3 separate regions of the Mus musculus genome follow, and all the other regions are linked to region 1. The links are chromatin contacts, called in public ChIA-PET maps. All regions are on one chromosome and are shown on one strand. The core of a region is the stretch at or near the end of the contact, and the rest is flanking DNA. Distances in the headings are between cores, read along the strand shown. Region 1 overlaps Gigyf2 (GRB10 interacting GYF protein 2). Region 2 holds the start of Usp40 (ubiquitin specific peptidase 40). Region 3 overlaps Dgkd (diacylglycerol kinase, delta).

The links. ChIA-PET counts read pairs in DNA pulled down with a chosen protein or histone mark.
Region 2: an RNA polymerase II ChIA-PET map of memory CD8 T cells shows a contact between it and region 1, with 8 read pairs. The contact joins the promoter of Usp40 here to the enhancer-like site in region 1. A contact is called at or near these places in 8 of 39 promoter capture datasets (the HPC-7 cell line, HPC-7-derived erythroid cells, cranial neural crest and 5 more), 3 of 115 datasets of contacts at active chromatin or transcription factors (astrocytes, large pre-B cells and memory CD8 T cells) and 2 of 9 other capture datasets (adipose tissue and macrophages).
Region 3: a contact with region 1 is called in an RNA polymerase II ChIA-PET map of memory CD8 T cells, with 15 read pairs. The contact joins two enhancer-like sites. A contact is called at or near these places in 1 of 115 datasets of contacts at active chromatin or transcription factors (memory CD8 T cells) and 2 of 9 other capture datasets (adipose tissue and liver).

What each region holds. Positions count from the first base shown.
Region 1 is chr1:87,376,412-87,379,853 of GRCm38.p6, forward strand. It overlaps Gigyf2 (GRB10 interacting GYF protein 2), which reads left to right. Exons shown (of 29, transcript NM_146112.4): 7 at 2,561-2,672. Among named protein-coding and RNA genes, the nearest start is that of Kcnj13, 17 kb to the right of the region's middle. Within about 2 kb of position 1,775, at least 15 of the 459 cell types and tissues checked have an H3K27ac peak or open chromatin away from gene starts, as enhancers often do. A contact at or near this core is called in memory CD8 T cells, where this site is marked.
Region 2 is chr1:88,006,697-88,010,138 of GRCm38.p6, forward strand. It overlaps Usp40 (ubiquitin specific peptidase 40), which reads right to left and starts at 1,855. Exons shown (of 32, transcript NM_001198573.1): 1 at 1,742-1,855; 2 at 529-746. The coding sequence starts at 727.
Region 3 is chr1:87,933,688-87,937,129 of GRCm38.p6, forward strand. It overlaps Dgkd (diacylglycerol kinase, delta), which reads left to right. Exons shown (of 30, transcript NM_177646.3): 20 at 419-515; 21 at 707-814; 22 at 1,651-1,764; 23 at 2,597-2,731; 24 at 3,062-3,213. Among named protein-coding and RNA genes, the nearest start is that of Usp40, 73 kb to the right of the region's middle. Within about 2 kb of position 1,539, at least 63 of the 459 cell types and tissues checked have an H3K27ac peak or open chromatin away from gene starts, as enhancers often do. A contact at or near this core is called in memory CD8 T cells, where this site is marked.

The DNA.
Region 1 (3,442 bases), core at 525-3,024:
GTGTAGCCTCTGTGGCTGTCCTGGAACTTACTCTGTAGACTGGGCTGACTGAACCTCAAGAAGTTCACTTGCCTCTGCTTCCCAAGTGCTGGAATAAATACTATTTTTAAAAATTACATTTATGTGTGGGAATGTGTATTTGTGTTCAGGTGGTGTAAGAGACCAGAAGAAGGTACTGGATCCTCTGTAGTTGGAATTAAACAGTTGTAGCCACGTGGTGTGGATACTGGGTGCCAAACTCAGTCCATTCAGTTAACTGCTGGACCATCTATCTAGTCTGGACAAAATTAATCTTGAAAAAGGAGAGGATTTGTTCCTTATCCTAAAGTCACTGTTGTGGAGGAATATTTTCGCGTTAGAGTAGTTACTATTAAATTATTTTAGGATTTTAAATAAAATGTATACATATTCTGAATGTAGGGCAGAGGGAGAAAGCTACTTAAACTGTAAGTTGACTTTAGGTTGACTTAAAAGTAATGAACCTGGAAGATAACTTTGTGATTGTTAGAGTTAAACTGTAGTTTTCACTTTTATTTTATAGACAAAGTGGATACTAGTCTAGTCAAGAGAATATCCTAATATATATTATATAATTTTTTTCAGTATTTTGTAAGAGTCATGGAAGTATTCCTGTAATCTGAGTCAGTTCCTGATAGGTTATGATGAAGTGCATGGGTACTTGAATTCACTTGCTTCATTGGATGTTTCATTCAGAATATATTATTTTCGGGTTAGAGGTGTATTTTTTGTGGTAGAGCTTTTGCCTAGCATTTGCATTGTGCTCTGTTTGGTACCTAGCACCATACACAAAATAAAGCTTTATCATTTTCTTCTGATCATTTTGATCTATGGGAGAAGTTAAGTTTGGGATAGCTGCTAAGGTATTTTTTGTTATAAATGCACCCCAAACTCCCATGCCTCCTCTAGTTTCTTCATTTGTGTCAGTACTGTTCACATGTTCATTGAGTAAACTACAGAATGTCCAAAGCTGAAAGTGCGTGCTACATACATATCTGCATGTGTCTCAGTCACTCTTAGCTGTGCAGCAGTATGGACAACATCACAATATCACCCCCCCCCCCCACTTGAGTATGCTTTTGTCATTCAGTAGCACAGGTCTGAGTTAACATTAGTGCCTTAGTTATGTGGATTTGTATTGTTCTGGGATGTTTCATCAGAATTTATTTAGCCAACTATTATTAGGTTGTTTCTAGTGTTTTGAAATTCAAGTGTTCGTTTTCATACAAATATGTGTCATGCCTTATTTAACAAGACGCGAGCCTCATTAGGTTATTTTATTTTCATTGATATATGAACATTATAATTTACACAGGCTTATATGGTTTAGGTTATTTACTTGGTTTGGCCTCCAGATACAGTTAAAAGACAATGATTACAAGATATATGCTGTTGCTTGTGGTATAAATGGGATATTGTTTTATAGTAAATTTAAAATAAGTACACTTGAAAATATAATATATCCTCAAATAAATAACTTTTCATTGTCACAATCACATACTGTGTACTACATGCTGGCAAATATGCCATGTTTTTAAGTGACTGGCAGTTCAGTAGATTTCTTTAGACCAGCACCATCACAAATAAGTCTCTAGTTACTTCAGAGTTTTCAACTCCATTATAATGTGGTTGAACAGTGAGTGGTTATAGTAAGTCTTATCACTGGTTGAAACTGTATGCATTGCATGATGGTTTACATACTTGTGAGTGCCTCCCTCTCCTTCCCTTTTGTTCTTTTTTTCTTCTTTCCCTTTCGGTCCTTTTCATCTTTCTTAGGCTTTTTGAGTCATTCTTGATGTAACACAAGCTGGCTTTGAGCTGTCAGTTCTCTGTTTCAGCCCCAAATGCTGAGATTATAGGCATGTTCCACCCCACTTGACTCTGTAAAAATGTTTCTACTGGGATAGATTCTGAGCAGAGTCACAGGTTGATAGTTAACCAGATGGCCTTCATTAGAAGCCTGCTAACATTTGATTTGCAAAGCTTTTAAGTCCCTATACTCCAACTACTCTGCGGAATGACTTTAGTGTTGCTAATTTTCCTTACCTCAGTGAAGGATTCTTTTTATCCTGTAAGAATATAGTTCGCAGTCCTACAGTTGTTCAGTTCACTTCTGCTATCTTTTTTCTGGAATTGGATAAAGGAATTTTATCGTGATTGACACTTCCTACTAGAGTTTCTCTCTAGAAGTTCCCCATAGTAAGATTTCCCCAGTAGTTATTGAAAACAATCCATGAAAACATTCAATTTATAATGGTGTACTAGCCTTGGTAGACGCCACTGTGGACCTCGTCACTGATGAGTTTCCTGTTGGTGCTGTGTATTGTTCAGGACTGGGATTCCTTCACGAGTGGTTGGTTTATTTTTTTCATACCCCAGTTCAGTTCTATCAGAGCCATTATGTCTTGCTAAATACTTAAATGTGGCCGTCTTGAAGTGTACAGAGAGATAGAACTTCATAGAGATTAACCTTCAGTGTTGAACATACTTGTTGGATGTTGGTTTCTAACTATTTCCCCTCCCCCTGTTTTCTTATTTTCAGGCAGAGGTAGAGGTGAATGTGGTTTCTACCAAAGAAGTTTTGATGAAGTAGAGGGTGTGTTTGGGCGAGGAGGTGGCAGGGAAATGCATAGATCACAGAGCTGGGAAGAAAGGTAACTAAAGTGTTGAGATTGTAATGTAATTAAGCATTTGCTGGTCTATAAAACTCACCCTAGTGGTATTCTATAGGACTTGCCTGTGTGCCAGTTATTTGACAGGCTGAGGAAGGAGATTCTGGAGTACTGGCTATCCTGCACAATTTAGCAAACTTCTGAACTCAAAATAAAAATGGAAAAAAATGGCTAGGATTCTAACCCATTGGTAGCTCTCTAGGGAGGTTCAGCCCTCAGTACTCCAAACAAAACAAAGCACACCGCGTTCCTTTCATGAGTGGTACAGGGTTGCGTGTTCCTGTGATCCTAACACTTGGGAGGCCAAGACAGAAGAATCATGAGTTCCAGACCAAAATGGGCTGCATGGTGTGACCTAGAGAATCACAGAAGTTGGGTGGGAGTGTTGTCTCCTCTCTAGCCCCTGGCCTTCCCTCAAGAAAGAACATTTTGAAAACACAGAACTTATCCCTTTTCTGCTTTTCCTGAAATTTCTGTACAATAAAACATAATATATAATTCTTACAGTTAAGGATGAGCCTTGATCTCAAAATAAGGGTAGAAGGGTTAAGGTTGTAACAGTGGTGGCTGTCTTGCTCAGCACCCTGAGGTTTAGTACTCAGAACCACAAATGTGGGAAAATATTGCCAAGGTAGTATATATAACATGGTCTGTAATGTTTCCAGGTAAAATAATAATATTCTAGTCATTGGGAGCTAAGGTTTGGTAGGTGGCCAGGTGGAATTTTTGTTCTCATCATTGCTTTCCTATAT
Region 2 (3,442 bases), core at 605-3,104, 630 kb after region 1:
GTGAATATATTAGTGTTCATACTCCTGAGAGAACTAAAACTCCCAAGAAGCCTCAGCCAGGTTAGCTTCTGAGGCCAAACAAATTCAGTACAGATCAGCTCAGAATCAGAGTTCTCTGAATCTCAGAAATGCAGATATGTAACTATGGATGTGTATAAATAATGTGACAACTTTTCCCACTGCAGAAGTCAAGCTGCATGTGTAACCCTGTCTTAAGTGACCGTTACTCTGGAGAAAGATGAGAGAATTCTCTTTATGTTGTATTTCAAATTATGGGAATTAGAAATACCTTGCCTTGTTTTTGCTGCTGTTGTTATGAAACACTACATCACTACACAGAATAGATTTTTTAAATGGTAAGCTTCATAATTTTCTTCAGAGAACGGCAAATATATGTCTTTCTTTGCAACAATGAAACACATATTGTTGAATCCACCTTAAGATTCGTTTTCTTTTATGTTTTTTTCATAACTAATTACATATAAAGCCCACGGTACATATTATTCAAATGCATGTCACATAGCATACCTCTGAATTCAGGTGTGAAATGAAGCGTCTGAAGAAGGGAGCTGAGGTAACAGGTTCCACCCTGATTTCTGATTCCACTTAAATTGGTGAATTCTCTAGGGGCAGGCGGCTCCAAACCTTTAGTCTTTAATTTCTTCCCTCTTCCATACTGACTACTTGACACACTGGAATAATCCTCTTCAAATAGGTTCCCAAACATGGTGGAACTAAACGCTATCCTTTAAAGAAAATATGTTACATAAATGTTTCCATTCTTTAAATGTACCTCCACCCCCAATTTTCTCTTATTATTCGAGCGTAGCTGTTTTGTTAAATCGTTCTTCAGAAAACACAGTAGTTTGTGTTTTGGAGAAAGCGAGACCTGACTTGTCTTTCCTACCTACACGGGGTCCTGATTAACCTGTGTGATCCTGGACAAGTTATTTTAGCTAACATTTACTTCTATGTAAAATGGGGCTGCGTATTTTTCATAGGTAAATTAAACCAGTCACATGACAAAAGAAAGGTTACTGAGTACAAAGGGCTTGACCCACAAGAACCGATAACTATTCTTGGATTCCACATCACTAAATGAGGGGGGGGGGGAGAGAAGGGGAGGAGCCTTCATCAATTATGAAATCTCAGCTTCCCCCATCCCTTCATACACAGTACCAGATCACAGCGTTTCAGTGACTTAACCCTATCACATTAATCTTGACAGTAGTTTCAGCACTTTGGCCCTAAACTAGAGAGCCAGGAGTAAGTACCTTGAGGAAGAAAAACTCTGGTCATTAGAGCCATGGAGTCCAATGGCCTTCCAAAACATACCCAGGAATCCAACTGCAGAAGTGGGGACCTGCGGGAATCTGTTCTGTTTCTTGTGTGGGGAAGGGACATTTGGGGTAAAACGCTGAGAACACTCTCTTAAGTGATAGGAATGGCCAAAATGCAGTTTTCTTCCTTCCCAACACAGTCCTCTGAACAAAAGCTCAAGAAATGGAACTCGCGAGGCAGGCCTCGAGCTAGCTCGCGGGCTGGCTTCCCGTCACGCCGCTCCAGAGGCCTTGCCGCCCACCAAGCCGCCCAGCGCCCAGGAGCGCGACCAGGCGCGCGTCCCCGCGGCCCGACCCCTGACGCGCTGCCAGCAGAGGCCCGGCGTCTCTCCCCAGGCCGCCGGCGTCGTCCCTACGCTGCCCTCGTCCCTCCCTGCGCCCAGTTCCCCAGCCCCACTTACTGCCTATAGCCCAGACCCCCGCCCCGGCCACAGCACAGAGTAAACGAACTCGCTCCGAACGGGCACCGCCATGCCGAGGAGGCCGTGTCTCTGGAAAGTGATTTCCAACCACCCACCCCCACCCCAGATGCGACTACACTTCCCAGGGTGCGTCGCGCCACGCGGAGATTTATGGGTAGTTATACTGCTCTTTTTCCAGACGGCTTACAAGTTAAAATTTGTATTTATTGCTGCCTGCAAAAAGCGTTGGAGCCACATTCTGTTAGAGCTTTCACCATTTAAGTGGAGTATGTATTTATATAGTCTCTGCTCTAGGATAACAAAAGAACCTTAAAACAGTTTTTCCTCTTCAAAGTATATCTCTGATACAAAACTTGTGAAAATGCTCTACGTTCTGTGAACCTTCTTACATCGCCTTCAATCCACCTTAAGTAGTTTATATATAACCATGCAAGCATGTATGCACACAAAACTGTCTGTCCTGCTGGAGCTCTTCGGATAGGTTACTTCCCATCCTTTGCACAGACCCCATTTGTATCTCCCTCGTCTCCTCCAACCTCTATCAGGATGTGAATGAAGGAAACAGGTGAAATCTAATTTTTATTTCAGCTGAGAGTTTAAGAGATGGAGAACAGGAATAAAGATGGAGGGTGATGGGGGTTGAGGGTGGCAGAGTCCAAGTGACCATCAGTCCAAGGGATTTGTCTTTGGAACATTTGAGGGAGGCTGGTGTGGCTAGAACGCTGAGGAAGTGTTGGGAGGAAAGGACTGGAGATGACCATTGGCTAGGAATAAGGGGTCTGGGCCAGGAAATGGACTGGGAGAGTACACAGCTCTCAGTACTCCAGGTGGAGGACCACTTTGCTTTTTAGCAACCTCCCCTTCACTTTGCTTTCCTGGCCATATCTCTTTCTGTCTTATGGTACTTTATCCTCCTATTTAAAAATCACAGCTATACCTTAAACTTTTATTCCCTGACCAAAACTCAACACTGTAAGCCAAGATCCACAGGCATAGGTGGCTTCCCTCTGGGCAGCTATATCCCCTTACACCCATGTGCTTGTTAGTTAGGTTTTGATTACTTTTTTTTTTTCTTGGTAGGTTGTTTGTTTTTGTACTTTATTTTGTTTTGTTTGTAAACGGGACACAAGCTAGGGTCACATGGAAAGAGGGAACAGATGCTGAGAGAATACCTCTATAAGATTGGCCTGGAGGCAAGTGTGGGGACATTTTCTTGATGAATGATTAATGTGGGAGGACCCAGCCCACTATGGGTGGTGCCAACCTTGGGAAGGTGGACCTGGGTTGTATAAAAAACAAACTGAGTGACCCAGAGGGAACAAGCCAGAGAGCAGGGTTTCTCCATGGCCTCCACTTCAGGTTCTGCCTCTAGTCCCTGCCTTGAGTTGCTGCCCTGCCTTGAGTTCGTGATGAACTGTGAGCTGTCTGAAATGAACCCTTTTCTCCCCACGTTGCTTTTACTGGTGGTGTTCATCACTGCAATAGAAAGCAACCTAGGACAGCCTGGCCTCTTTGTTATGTTCTGACTCATAGTTCCATTCTACCACCTGTCTACGTTCTCCTTCTCTCTCTGGGGTCAACTTACTGCAAGTGGCCATACCCCAAAGTTATCTTATCTCTTGGATTGGCTTACTTTCTGTGTACTTTCTCTAATTCTGGGCACTCAACTGTCCAATCCCT
Region 3 (3,442 bases), core at 289-2,788, 560 kb after region 1:
TGGTTTTAAAGCATTTATTGTTATGGTGGAGAGTTGTGACCAGTGAAACTTTCTCAGGGTGGGCCTAAGGTTAAATACCTTTTGCAGGGAGGAGTATCTGGGAAGGAGAGCTTGATTGGCTAAGCCCCTCAGGCCTTTAGGTACCTCATTTAAATGGAGCTCTGTCTTGAGGCTATGTGATCTATGGGTCAGGTTGATGGTCACATAATTATGGAGAGCTAAGGCCTCATATCAGGACCCTGGTGTCTAGAAGTGTGGCAGACAAGCGACTTCTGTCCCTTGCTGGGTATCTGGGGTTTAAATCTAGCTCAATTAGAAACCAGGCTGCCTTTTGAGGTCGCACAAGTCCCCAGGCTTCATAACAGTAACTCAGGTTATTGTAAGAGAGCCCTGTCCAAGGTGGCACTTCTGTTTCTAGGAGTAGGACTAAGAACATGATGTGGTATGGTGTCCTTGGCACCAAAGAGCTGCTGCACAGAACCTACAGGAACCTGGAACAAAAGGTCCTGCTGGAGGTGAGTGGTAGCCTCCTGGCCTGGTGGGTGACCTCCCAACCTTGGTTAGAGATGAGTTCTACTGAGCCTTGCCTGATCGTCCCTGAGGAGCCTTGCCTTGCCACAGGCCCAGCATATTAAATTGGTGCTAGGAAGAACTGGCACATACTGAGTACTGCTCTTTTCTCTCCATCTGCCTTTCTGCGGCGCAGTGTGATGGCCGCCCTATTCCCCTCCCGAGTCTTCAAGGAATTGCTGTCCTCAACATTCCCAGCTATGCTGGAGGGACCAACTTCTGGGGGGGCACCAAGGAAGATGATGTACGTATGGGGTTTGAGGTGGGTGGGCTGGGCTTAGCAAGGTCAGTGAGGCATGACTAGATGGGATATCTCCTTGGTCCTAACAGTGGGCATGGTGGAGGACCAGATAGACAGGTTCCCTCACCAATCGGCCTGGTGTCTAGAAGGCAGGTCTAGCACAAGATCAAGTGAGAAGCAGCTGAGACTTGAAGGAGAACTTAAATTGTCCGAATTGGCAGGCACTAGATGGAGAGTATCCTGTTTTGGCAGAAGAAAGGAGATGTGGAAGCTCAGAAGCAAGAAGGGGCAAAGTATATAGAGAACAGTTCCCCAAGTGCAGTGTGGAATATGTGCATGGAGGAGGGAGATGCCTGTAGGGCCTGCATTGTATGAGGCAGTAGAAGCCAAAGGCAGGAGTCTGGAGTTTATGTCAAGAACATAGGAAGATATTGACGGGCTTTAACCAAGGTTTGCATGTAATTAAAAAGCCAGCTTGGCACTTACTGCAGACTTATTTGTAGGCCACTGTTCTAAGTACCTGGAACCTGTTTGCACGTTCATTTTATATACCTCCCCCTCCTAAGGAGCAAGCAGTGTCATCTCCCTCTGAAGGACGGAGGACATGACTAACTTGCCTGAGGGCTCATGTCTAATAAATAGCACGTTTGAGGGCTAGTCTCAGGCATTGGGCTTCTGGGTAACAGATACCCAACCCTGCACTTCATTTACCACCATCACTGTACCATGTGTGGGTGTGGGCTTGTCTGTCTCACCAGAACCCCCAGAACAGGAAGCAGAGCAAGAGGGAGACGCGTTTGGGGAAGTGAGGCAGACAGCTTTCATGCTGGCCCTTTCAGACTTTTGCAGCTCCATCATTCGATGATAAGATTCTGGAGGTGGTTGCTGTGTTCGGCAGCATGCAGATGGCTGTGTCTCGTGTAATTAAGCTACAGCATCATCGGATTGCCCAGGTACTGGCCATGCTGTTCGATAGGTCTAGCCCACCCCCTTCTAGGACTCATCCCTGTTTGGAGAGGCAGGGTTTGGCCTAGGATGCTTGGATTTGCTCACAGTAGAGACCCAAGAGAGATGCCTAACTAGGACCTTAGAGGCAGCCCCACTCTGCCTCCCTCTCCCACTGAGTGCTCTGAGTCTTGCTGAGGTAGAAAAGGCCCAGATGAGCCTGGTCTGCTGCAAGAAGCAGTGCACCTTGGACATGGATCTGTCTGTGGCGATGACTAAGCCCACCGGGGCTTGACAGACAGCTCTGAGGTTAGCTAGAGAGGGCAGTTAGGTCAGGGCTCTTGGCTTTAATTCTGACAGCACTGAAGAGCTGGTACAGGTCCACCCACTTTGGGGGTGCAGGGAAGGAGTAACTGTACATACAGTGCAGTGCTGATAAGATCTGTTGGGTCTTCCTGCATTCTCTTGGTCCCCAACACTCAGCTGTTTAAAGTTTACCTTTTTGTTTTTGTGCACATTTTTGTAAAGAGTTGCAGAAGCTTTATCATCTGATGTTAGATTTTGCTCTGCCCAGGGATGTTTACATCTGGCAAGGACCATGACTCTTTGACCCCTTTAGCCTGATATCCGTATCTGTACCCAAGATCTTCTGGTTATACCTATCCCAGATGTGTGGGGAGGGAACAGTAGGGGCAGAGGGGGCAACAGAGCAGAGGCTAGAAAAGGAGGCCAAGTAAATGGCTGTGGGTAAGGAGTGGGAGTGCAGACACTCAGAGCAGCAAGGCCTGTGGGTGCTTTAAATCTCCTGGCACGGGAATAACAGTCTGGCATCTGTTTAAGTGTCGCACAGTGAAGATCTCCATCCTGGGGGATGAAGGCGTGCCTGTGCAGGTGGATGGGGAAGCCTGGATCCAGCCACCTGGGTACATTCGGATCGTGCACAAGAACAGGGCGCAGACATTGACCAGAGACAGGGTAAGAGCAATTGCCATCGAGGCCTGGTGGGGTCTGGGTTACCAGTGGCTTACTCATGGGCTCACCTGTACATTCATAAAAGAGGCAAAAGGGTTTCATCTTTGTTCTTGGATTTCTCTTCACCATACAGAGATTAGCTGACATAGTGGTGTGCCCTGTAGTCTCAATAATCTAGAGGCAGGAGACCAGTTAAGGTTATATAGTGAGACATGTTCTAAAAGGCACAAAGTTAAACTAACATACATAGCTTTTACCTTGCTGTGGGCAGATGGTGTGCTCGCCCTCTAGAGGGCACAGGAAGAAGTCTGACTCTGTGTTCTAATGTCTCAGGCCTTTGAAAACACCCTGAAGTCTTGGGAAGACAAACAGAAGTGTGAGCTGTCCCGCCCACCCTCCTTTTCCCTGCACCCTGAGATCCTGTCTGAGGAGGAAGCTACCCAGATGGATCAGTTTGGGCAGGCAGCAGGGGGCCTCATTCACAGGTAGGCTCTGCCATGTTCTTTGAGACCTTGCAGGCTTTGTGGCCTGGTCCTGTTTGCTGGCTCTGCTTTACAGTGGGGCCTGGAGCCTGACTTCTCTGGCTTAGTTTGCTTCCTTCGTCTTCTTGGTTATTACTCAGGTTTGCACAGTGAAGACACAGATGCACAGGGATTTTTCTGAGCCACTAAAGCTTTAAATCCCATGCTGGGTGTCTGAGAAAGGCCACAGCCA